Regions from separate parts of the Anas platyrhynchos genome. Here regions 1 and 3 are each linked to region 2. The links are chromatin contacts, called in public Hi-C maps. All regions are on one chromosome and are shown on one strand. Each heading gives the region's core, a stretch centred on a gene start, on an enhancer-like site or on the middle of the called end of the contact. The rest is flanking DNA. Distances are from core to core; before and after follow the strand shown. Region 1 overlaps FARP1 (FERM, ARH/RhoGEF and pleckstrin domain protein 1). Region 2 overlaps FARP1 (FERM, ARH/RhoGEF and pleckstrin domain protein 1). Region 3 holds the start of FARP1 (FERM, ARH/RhoGEF and pleckstrin domain protein 1).

Region 1 (2,848 bases), core at 237-2,736, 94 kb before region 2:
TTCCTGAAAGGCAGATAGAAGAATATTTAAAAATCCTGTCCTTTATGACAGTAACTGGTCTGTTATTGACACCAAGATGGTTTAGCAAATTTGCCTGAAAAGCATTCTTAGCTACAGTGTCTTGACTTGCTAATTGAACCTGTACAGGGAAAAGGCTTGGTGATTGCAGAGACACCTGGTAGATACTCTGTGTTGAACCTCCAGCAGTTCAGAGGAGCAAAATCTAGAGGCTGTATATAGAAACAAACAGGGCAGGAGGGTCAGTACCCCCAGAAAAACTCTCCAGGCAATGGTGCGTAACACCAAACATGTCAGGAATATGTCTGGGCAAAGGGAACGACCATGGTGGAGATTCCTGCTGGTGAGGAGGTCTTGCAGAGAGCCGTGAAGCTTGGTGCAGCATTATTTCCATTCCTTCCTAGGGTTTGTTTGAATAATACCAGGATCATAAGCTGCTGAAATTGGAAACATGAGAGGAATTTCAGGGGCTGAAAAAAAAAACGGGACGGACAAATATATCTTGACATTAACTTCAAAAGGTCTGTAATGCAGAGGAAGTTGTTAAGGCTGATTTTGAATATATGTTTAGTAGAAAAGGGGAAGAGTTAGTGTTGAAAGCACAGGAGCATGGAACAAGGTAACTACTGACCTGCTAAGTGGCCCGAGGGAAAAACTGGCCTGTTCTTCATTTTGTAAGGGCTTTCAAATATCTTCTGGTTGGAATAAACAGATGACCGTACTAATGAAGTCTGTTTTTCCTAAATCTGTTTAGGATTGGAAGTGCCTGGGGATCCCGTAGCTGAAACAGCGTGATTCTGGGTGTTGATAGGAAAGTTCAGGTCACGACATTTAATAGCCAGTCTCTGTCCAGTTGGACTGGTTGGCTAAAAGTGGCCCTGGAATAATAAATTACCTGCTGTTGAATGATCTGGAGTCACGTATTCTGATCTCTTTTAGCACTGAGAAGTTCCAGCATAGTACCAGTGAAATGTTTGTGGGGACATGCCTCATTTTGCCTGTTCAGAAACAAAGCAGCAGTGCTTTTGCTTTATTATAGAATCATTAGGGTTGGGAAAGCCCTCCAAGATCACCTGGTTCAACCATCCCTCTACCACCAATGTCACCCACTAAGCCATGTCCCCAAGCACCACGTCCAACCTTTCCTTGAACACCCTCAGGGACAGTGACTCCACCACCTCCCTGGGCAACCCGTCCCAATGCCTGACTGCTCTTTCTGAGCAGAAATGTCTCCTCATTGCCAACTTGAGCCTCCCCTGGAGCAACTTGAGGCCATTCCCTCTGGTCCTGTCACTAATTACTGAGAGCAGTGAGGTCTCCCCTGAGCCTCCTCTTCTCCAGACCAAACACCCCCAGCTCCCTCAGCCGCTCCTCACAGGCCTTGTGCTCCAGGCCCTTCACCAGCTCCATGGCCCTGCTCTGGACACACTCCAGGGCCTCAATGTCCTTAGTTTCAGAATTAGTGATAACTCAGGGACATGTAGAGAGAGAGAGAGAGGAGGTACTGAGAGCTAGACTAGAGATGTAGTCCTAGATGCTTCTACGGTTTTGCAGAAATGTGTCGATGAGGCAGAGCGTTGTGGTAACTCAGTGTTAGCACAAGAGGCAGAGCGGCAGCTATGTGTTGGTGCTCTGGAAGAGTTGGCGATATAACTTGACTAGTTATCTCTATAACTAGATGCTGCTTTGAAGTCAAGGAGAGTCACTGGAGAAGTCGTCTGGGTGCCTGGATTGATATTTGTGGGGTAATCTCTGAGCTGAGACAACCGAGCTGCCCTCTGACAAGGGAGGGTTGGCCTCTTCACGCAACAGCATGAGGCACCTCAGTGTTTGGTGTTTAACAGGCTGCTTGGATGTACTTCAAATTGTGTTAAGAGTTAGGGCTACTGTTGTCTTCAGCTTAGGAAGAGGAAAATGTGGGCAACTGCTCCCATGTAAGCCTGTGGTAGGAACCAGCAGGAACCGAAGGTTCCTGAAGGTTTCTTTGTGATTGATCCCCAGCGTGTTTCAGGGGGAGGATTTTCCCTGTGTTTCAGCTCTTGCAGTTTCTCTCCAGAGAAAAAGCACACCACGGCTCCTAGTATTTTCTACGTTCTTGAGCCAAAAATGGGTGATACTGAGCAATAGGAATTTATTACTCCCTGGATGCACACTGAGTATTTCTGAATGAGACCCAAAGTTCACATGCTTTCTTTAGGGCACTTCAAGTGTGTTTTTAACAACAGATGAGAAATCTGTCGGGTTAGCTGCTAGGCACAAAATACAGTTGTATTTGTAATGTGGTGGTAAGGCTGTGCAAGTGGGGTTATATCTCACCGTATGAGTGGCAGCACAAATCTGTTAGTGCTTCATAAATCTCATAAAGAGGCCCTTCTGTTGTCATCTTCCAGGTTCATAGTTTGCCAGCCAGCCATTTTAGGAGATTCTTGGGAGGAGAGCTGCGTGAGTGGTAGGGGACATGAAGGCAGAACAAGCTTTAATGCTGTCTGTAGTGCCTTCCCTTGCTGATCAGCTTCTAAGTCCCTGCAGGAGAAGAATGGACTGTTTCTTCTTCCTCCTTCATCTTCCTCATCCCCTCCTGCTACTGCTTTTCAAAGGCTGTGCAGCTTCTCAAATGGCTTTCAGATTTGCCAGCACAGCACCGTAATTTAACTGGGCCGACTGAAGTGGGAGACGGGAGATCTTGTGTAACTTGGCTCTAATGAGGCTTTTGGTGCCAGGACATGAAACAGAAGTTAGTTAATTTTCTTGTTCAATGTCGGTGAAGTTTTTGGGTTAGCCACAGCTAATCCAAAGGAAGCAAACCTTTGTTTTGTGGCTTCAGCAGGTG
Region 2 (3,252 bases), core at 611-3,110:
GGTGACAAGATGATACCAAACAAAATCAGTTATTTTCACAATGCTTAAAACGTGGTACCTACCTTTTGCATGTAGTCCTGATTTGTAAGTGTGCAACACATTTAGAAAATAAGGGGCTTTGCTCATAGCCTGTGCCCTAACTCAGTTTTGGGGGCCTGTACTATTTGTTATATGTTGTCAATACTACCTTCTTTTGTTCTGCTTTGTCTGCTTTTGTTCTCTTAAGCCCTTTCAAGACCTGCTTAAAGCAAGAGGTCCTGTGCAGACCCAGGAGCTGGACTCGAGGATCCTTGTGGGTTCCTTTCAACTCAGGATCTTCTATGAAAACAAACAGACAGCTTAGTGAGAATCTGTCTTTTTCTGTTCTCCCCTCAACTCACATGCGTCCTATCTCGTCCTGGAAAAATCACAAGCAAAAAGTGTGCCAGAGCATAAAATCTTCCAGAGCAAGATCAATCTCACCCAAATTTAGTTGTTTGAACATCTGATTCCGGGGTCATGGGAAAGGCTCCCTCAAGTGGCAATGGAGTAAGAGAGGTGAATTGAATTCCCTTCTTGGCCACCAGCACAGCTTGGGGAGCTCTCTGCATGAGCCAAATCCCCAGCCCACAGTTCACCCAAAGAGAGAGCCATTGCTTTTAACGTGCTTGCTGCCTTAAGTAAAACTGTATGCAGGAACATTTGGAGTCACTGCTGGCAGTAGTTGTGAGGAGCAAAATGAGTTTTAAGAGTAATTAGTGGGAGCAGAAGAGAGCCTGTCATGCTTTTGGGGAAGAGGCGCGGTTGATGGGGCAAGTTCATGTCTGCACTGCCTTCAAGATGAATGGCTTTTTGCACATCAGCAAGCATGTGGTCTGTGGAATTTGTGAGTATTGGATCCACATGTGATGTCAGAGAGGTGACCTCAGCAGATCTTTTGATCTTTCAAGCTCTTAAAATCACTCGGTGTAAGGCTAACCCTAATAATAAATCTCTTGGCAAGGATGCACATCCAAATCTATTCAGCATCCCTCGAAAATAAATGTAAGCCCTTCCTCAGGTATTTGATTTAACATCAGGATATCCTGAATTAGCTGCTGGTGAGAGCAGCTTAATGGGGATGAACTACATTTTTTATTGGGAAATGTTTGTCTTTAGTAGCCCAGCGATTTTATTAATTCAGTTTCGGGAGACAGTTTAAAATATGCTGATGATGTCAGCTATGCATAATATCTTTGGTGTAGGCACTTATCTGGTTCCTAGCAGCACAGTAGACAAAATACCTCATGAATGTTAATGATAACAAGAAGTAAGCATACTACCAGGTTACAGATAGTGCAGTCCAGGGGGGAAATAAAGTAGCAGTGAGATGAAGGCCAAGTTTGTCTGCTCAGTTTTGGCTGGCCTGAGTTTTCCTCTGAAAGTACCCTGCTGCTGCAGAGGAAGTCCAGTGCAACTGGATGCTTAATTGTAGCTAAAAGGGGAGTGAACCTCAACCCAAATGAGGCTCTGAGGGGTCATGGGGGGAAACATAAGTCCTATTAAATAGCGTCTGCATCTCAACTGATCAGCACGTAACTGGAGATAAAGAACACCTCGTTGCAGGGCCGGGGAATCATGCTACGTTGTGCTCAAGGAGTGCATGCCCTGTGGAGGAAAAGCTGCTGACCATGATGATCATAACTCACCTTTTCCTGGCTTTAATAGGTTGCAGCCTGCTTACAGTTGTGATATGTTGGTTGTAATGAATTACCCAGGAGGCAAAGCCGATGCCATTCCTCTGGCCAAGACCTTGTTTGATATGTGGGAGTAGAAAAGGTGTCTCAAGCTGTTCAGCATAGTAATTTTAGCCCCCAATTTACTAAATATTTACAGTCTAGCAAAGCAAGAGCTGATAACAGCGGCTCCTTCGTGCCAGTCAGAGTTATGGCTCTCTCTGGTTTAGTCTTGTGATGTTCTTTGTCAAGCATTAGGAGACATTTTGATTAGAAACGAGGAAAAAGACACCCAAAAGTATGCAAGTATCGTAGAAATATCGCAGCTCAATGCCATTGTGGTGTTGTCTGTGTGCCGAAATTCTTTCCCTATGGCAATTTATCCTGAGTCTGATAGGGTAGCCTGGCTTCTCTGAGTAAATTGTGCTGAAGAAAGATCATTTCTGAAGTTGGCAGTGAGATAGCGTTTCAGTGGAAATGACCAAAGAGTGTGTGTGTGCTGACCCAGAACTTCACTTGAGGGTTGGGGTTCTCCTGGATGACCTACACACTTTCTAAATAGGTAAGGATGAAGGATGTGCTGAGTTTCATCTCCCTTTGCTTTCTGCTGAGGAAGTCTCAGCGCCCAGCTAAGGAAGGAGTGGGAAAAATCTGCTTTTATCTTGGCAACTTTCTGAAACATCTCTTCAGCTTCTTGTAGGAGCCAAAATTCCGTTTTTACTAGACCCGAACCTCTTTATGTTTTAGAGGTTTCTCCATTCTTTTTTTTTTTTTTTCTTTTTCAACTAAAAAACTGTAAAGAATACATTCCATGGAAAACTGTCCTTCAGTCAGATGTATCAGCTGTAGTTACTCTTGATTATGAAACTGGAGGAAGCGAGACCACCTCCCAGATGATTCAGATTTTTGGGTTGACTGATGCGTAGCCTGGAAGCTCCTTTTTTCCCTACTGTTGATTAGATAGGAGCCTAAGAAACTTACTCTTCCCCCTTAGGCACCTCAATTAAGTACTTAAAGTTAGGTGGGGTTGATCTAGATTTACCCTTAAAATAAAAATCAGAGGACGGAGAAGTTTATTTCTGACAATCCCTGGCAGATAACAATTCTGTGACAGTCTTAATTGCTGTACTCTAGTGGCATCCCCGAAATAATCACTTGTAGCATCCAATTAGGTTGTTGTGCTGTAAATAAAAGTCTCACTGTCGCACAGCCTAGGAATCTGGAAATTACATTAATATTAACAATGAATAAACATGTTTGTAAATACGGAATTAAAATGAGATGCGTGGCATCTTTAAGGGATTGTTTTTATCACTAAGGGGAAAAAAAAAATCACGGATTAGATAGGATCAAAACCTTTCCCAGTTACACGCATTCCCCTTAGGGCCAAATGAATTAAAACTCTGTTTCTGGAGGAACTCAACCTGGGACTGAAAACGTCTTCAAAATAGTGGTATTGTGCCAGCCTGCTGTTTGACTTCTGATAGCACATCCCCAAAGACTTCTCTTTGACGTACCCCGAACAGAGGATGCTTGTTTCCCACCAAGCCTGTTGTTC
Region 3 (2,901 bases), core at 27-2,526, 110 kb before region 2:
CACCCGTGTGATGTCGATTACAACAACTCTTTGTTAGGTGTGAGTGAGGCATCAGAGATTTGGAAGCCTACATAAAAAAGCACCAGGAAATTCTAAATATTACTACAGCTGACCCTTGTGGTACTGCTCTTACTGCAACAACACCTTCATGAGCGGTTAAAGCTGCTGACAAAGTATTTGGGAAAAAAAAAAATTATTAATTATGCCTGTGTTTTTAATCATGGATTTGTTAGAATTGCAGGTAGCCATTCCTCTTGGTCTTCTATTGACAGACCATGTGTTTTGTGTGGGAAAAAGTCTGGGGGAATATGACAGTAATTACTGCCTTATCATGTATTGGCAGCTAAGGGCAATTTCCAGCCTTTCAGCCAATAACCCATGTACTTTGCTGCGGTTTTGGGGCTGACCTAAGAAACGGAGATCTCTCGATCTCATGAGGTTGGCTGGCGTATTTTTACAGATACACCAAGGTATCTGTCGTGAGGTGTTTGTGCATAGAGGCATTGCTGTTGACAGCAGAGGAATCTGTCTTTGGGGGATTTGGCAAGGGCAAGGCTTGGAGGAGACAATATTTATGGTGTTCACGTATCTTTTGTCTTTACTGCAGCGATGAAAATATGCTATCCGGGGATAGCGGTTGGGCTCCTCAAATGGTCTACAGCTGCTGGGTGCTCAGGACGGTAACTTTATAAATACACAATTAGTTTATTGCTCCCTCCCGAGTCCGTGAGAGAACTTCTAAGGCCTGAAGCGTTTCCTCTGCAACACCCATTTGTGTTGACTACCCCCCAGTCATCTTCAGGAAAAAAAATACTGTGGAAAAGGCAGGAAAAGGCCAAAAAGGGAGACACATCCTAACGCTTTAAGAAACGGACAGTGGTGTTTTAAGAGCCGCTGTCTGCAGTCGGTTGTGTTGGTCCTGGGTGTATTTGGGAGCTCCTTTGCCACAGCTTTATTTCTTCTCTGAGGGAATGCATGTGCAGCGGCTCTGCAAGAGGCGTAGTCCCCATCCCCAGCCCTCGCCCGGAGTTCCCCTTGGCACACCCAGCCTTTATTTCTGTTGAATTTCAGGGCCGGGGAGAACCGAGGGGTCCCAGCCGGGCTCCCCTCACGCCGTGCCCGGCTCCCCTCATGCCGGCGGCGGGCCGGGCGGGCGGCCATGGCGAGGCGCCGCCGCCTCCCGCGGTCGCTGGAGGGGGCTCTCGGCCGCCTCCTGCCGCCGGCGGCTCCCCCTCCGGGCGGAGGCAGGCTTAGGGGAGGCGCGGCCGCCCTTCCCTTCCCTTCCCTTCCCCTTCCCTCTCCCCCCGGGCTGCAGGCGGCAGCAGGGGCTGCCCCCCGCCGCCTCGCCCCCTTTCAGCTGCGCTCCCCGGCGGGCGGCAGAGCCGGGCTCCCCCTGCACAGCCGGACATGGCGCCCCTGCTCCTGCGAGCCCCCCGCTGCCCTCCTTCTCCTCCTTCTCCTCCTCCTCCTCCTCCTCCCGCCGCCTTCTCCTCCTTCTCCTCCCCGCGGAGCTTTTAATGGCTCGGACCTCCGGCGAGCCGAGCGCCACTGCCCCCGCAGCAGCCTCAGCGAGGAGCCCCGGCAGCCCCCGCCCCGCACACGGTAAGGGCGAACAATGGCACCGGGAGCGGCGCCCCCGGCCCCGCCGCCCCTTCCCCGGCCGCTGACAGCGCCCCGAGGGCTCTGCTCAGCCCGGCTTAATCCCATTAAATCCCATTAGAGCGGCACAGGGGGCTTTTGTTCGCCCCCCCGGGCTGCCCAGGGGGGCACCCGTGGGTGCCGCGCCCGTCCCAGGGGGGTCCCCCCGTGGGGGGGGGGGGTCGCGAGTTCGTGTCCGGAGTGGGAGCTGGTGGGGTGTGGGCCTTGTCTTCGCTGCTTCTCTGTTTTATTTTAAAGCACACAAACTCTGCCGAGGTGGTTTTGTGGTTATTTTTATTTTATTGAAGTTGCTGGCGTGACATAAATGAAGCGGGCGGCGCGGGGCTCTGCGCGGGGTCCCCTCGGTGGCAGTGGCAGGACGATGTCCCCGCTGGGTGCTGTGCCTGCTCCCGGCGCTCTCCCAGCCACTTTGACTCTTGCTCCTTGTGTCGCTCGCAGCCCGTATTTACAGCGGGGCGGTTGACACTGGCGTCGAGCCAGCAGCAATACAACTCTTTGCTCGGTCCGCCTGAGCAGAGCCCCAGACCTGCTTCTGAATCAAGACCCCATTTTTTATTCCCATTTCTTTATTTTCCGTCCCCTCCGCTGGAGATCCGCGGTGTCTGGCTCGGGCTGGAGCTCTCCGAGAGCGGGGAATCCTCTTAGCCCCACCGCACGTGTGCTCCAAGGGCCGCCAGCGGGTGCACGCCGGGACGGGTAGTCCATGGGCCGGGATCCCCCGTGGCCTCCTGCCTCGCTAATCCACCGCTCTGGTGGCCGTGCTTCGGCTCCAGAGCCTCCTTTTCCCCTAAACAGCGAGGATGAGGGCTTGTACCTAACGCACCACTGCTATTCTTGCAAGTTTCGATGCTGGTAAGTCTGCCCAGACGCCTGGTTCGTTTTTTTCCCTGCAGACCGAAGCTCAAATCTAGCCGTGGAAGGGGCTGTTGGCAGCAGGGCCAGCTGTCGGCCTCGTGGGAAGGGGTTAGAAAGCTGGACTGCTCTGCTTGCCTTTTGCAAAGTCGTCAGGATGAGCAATTAAATCATTTTTTTCTCCTGCGCTCTGTTGTCTTGGCTGAGGCAAGTACACGAGGAGAGTGGGCAGCAGGCTCCACACGCCGTGACACGCGGCTTCAAAACGTCAAAAGTTGGTAAGAGACCGAATGTGGGACAGCAAAGCCTGACTTTTGCTTAATGGCTGGCTTTCAAATCAGAAATCTTTTTTTTCCCTCTTTTTTTTTCTTCCTCAAGTTGACACAGTTC

The links. A called contact is a pair of places that touch in the nucleus more often than the background predicts.
Region 1: a Hi-C map of liver shows a contact between it and region 2, with 2.2 times the contacts expected there. The contact joins two enhancer-like sites. A contact is called at or near these places in 2 of 8 Hi-C or Micro-C datasets (liver and small yellow follicle).
Region 3: a Hi-C map of F5 follicle shows a contact between it and region 2, with 3 times the contacts expected there. The contact joins the promoter of FARP1 here to the enhancer-like site in region 2. A contact is called at or near these places in 2 of 8 Hi-C or Micro-C datasets (F5 follicle and small yellow follicle).

The regions. Positions count from the first base shown.
Region 1 is chr1:152,804,234-152,807,081 of IASCAAS_PekinDuck_T2T, reverse strand. The region is part of intron 1 of FARP1 (FERM, ARH/RhoGEF and pleckstrin domain protein 1); the gene reads left to right. Among named protein-coding and RNA genes, the nearest start is that of FARP1, 19 kb to the left of the region's middle. Within about 2 kb of position 1,486, at least 1 of the 8 cell types and tissues checked has an H3K27ac peak or open chromatin away from gene starts, as enhancers often do.
Region 2 is chr1:152,710,254-152,713,505 of IASCAAS_PekinDuck_T2T, reverse strand. All of the region lies in intron 2 of FARP1 (FERM, ARH/RhoGEF and pleckstrin domain protein 1), which reads left to right. Among named protein-coding and RNA genes, the nearest start is that of FARP1, 110 kb to the left of the region's middle. Within about 2 kb of position 1,860, at least 4 of the 8 cell types and tissues checked have an H3K27ac peak or open chromatin away from gene starts, as enhancers often do. A contact at or near this core is called in F5 follicle and small yellow follicle, where this site is marked.
Region 3 is chr1:152,822,535-152,825,435 of IASCAAS_PekinDuck_T2T, reverse strand. FARP1 (FERM, ARH/RhoGEF and pleckstrin domain protein 1) reads left to right here and starts at 1,276. Exons shown (of 27, transcript XM_072032447.1): 1 at 1,276-1,602.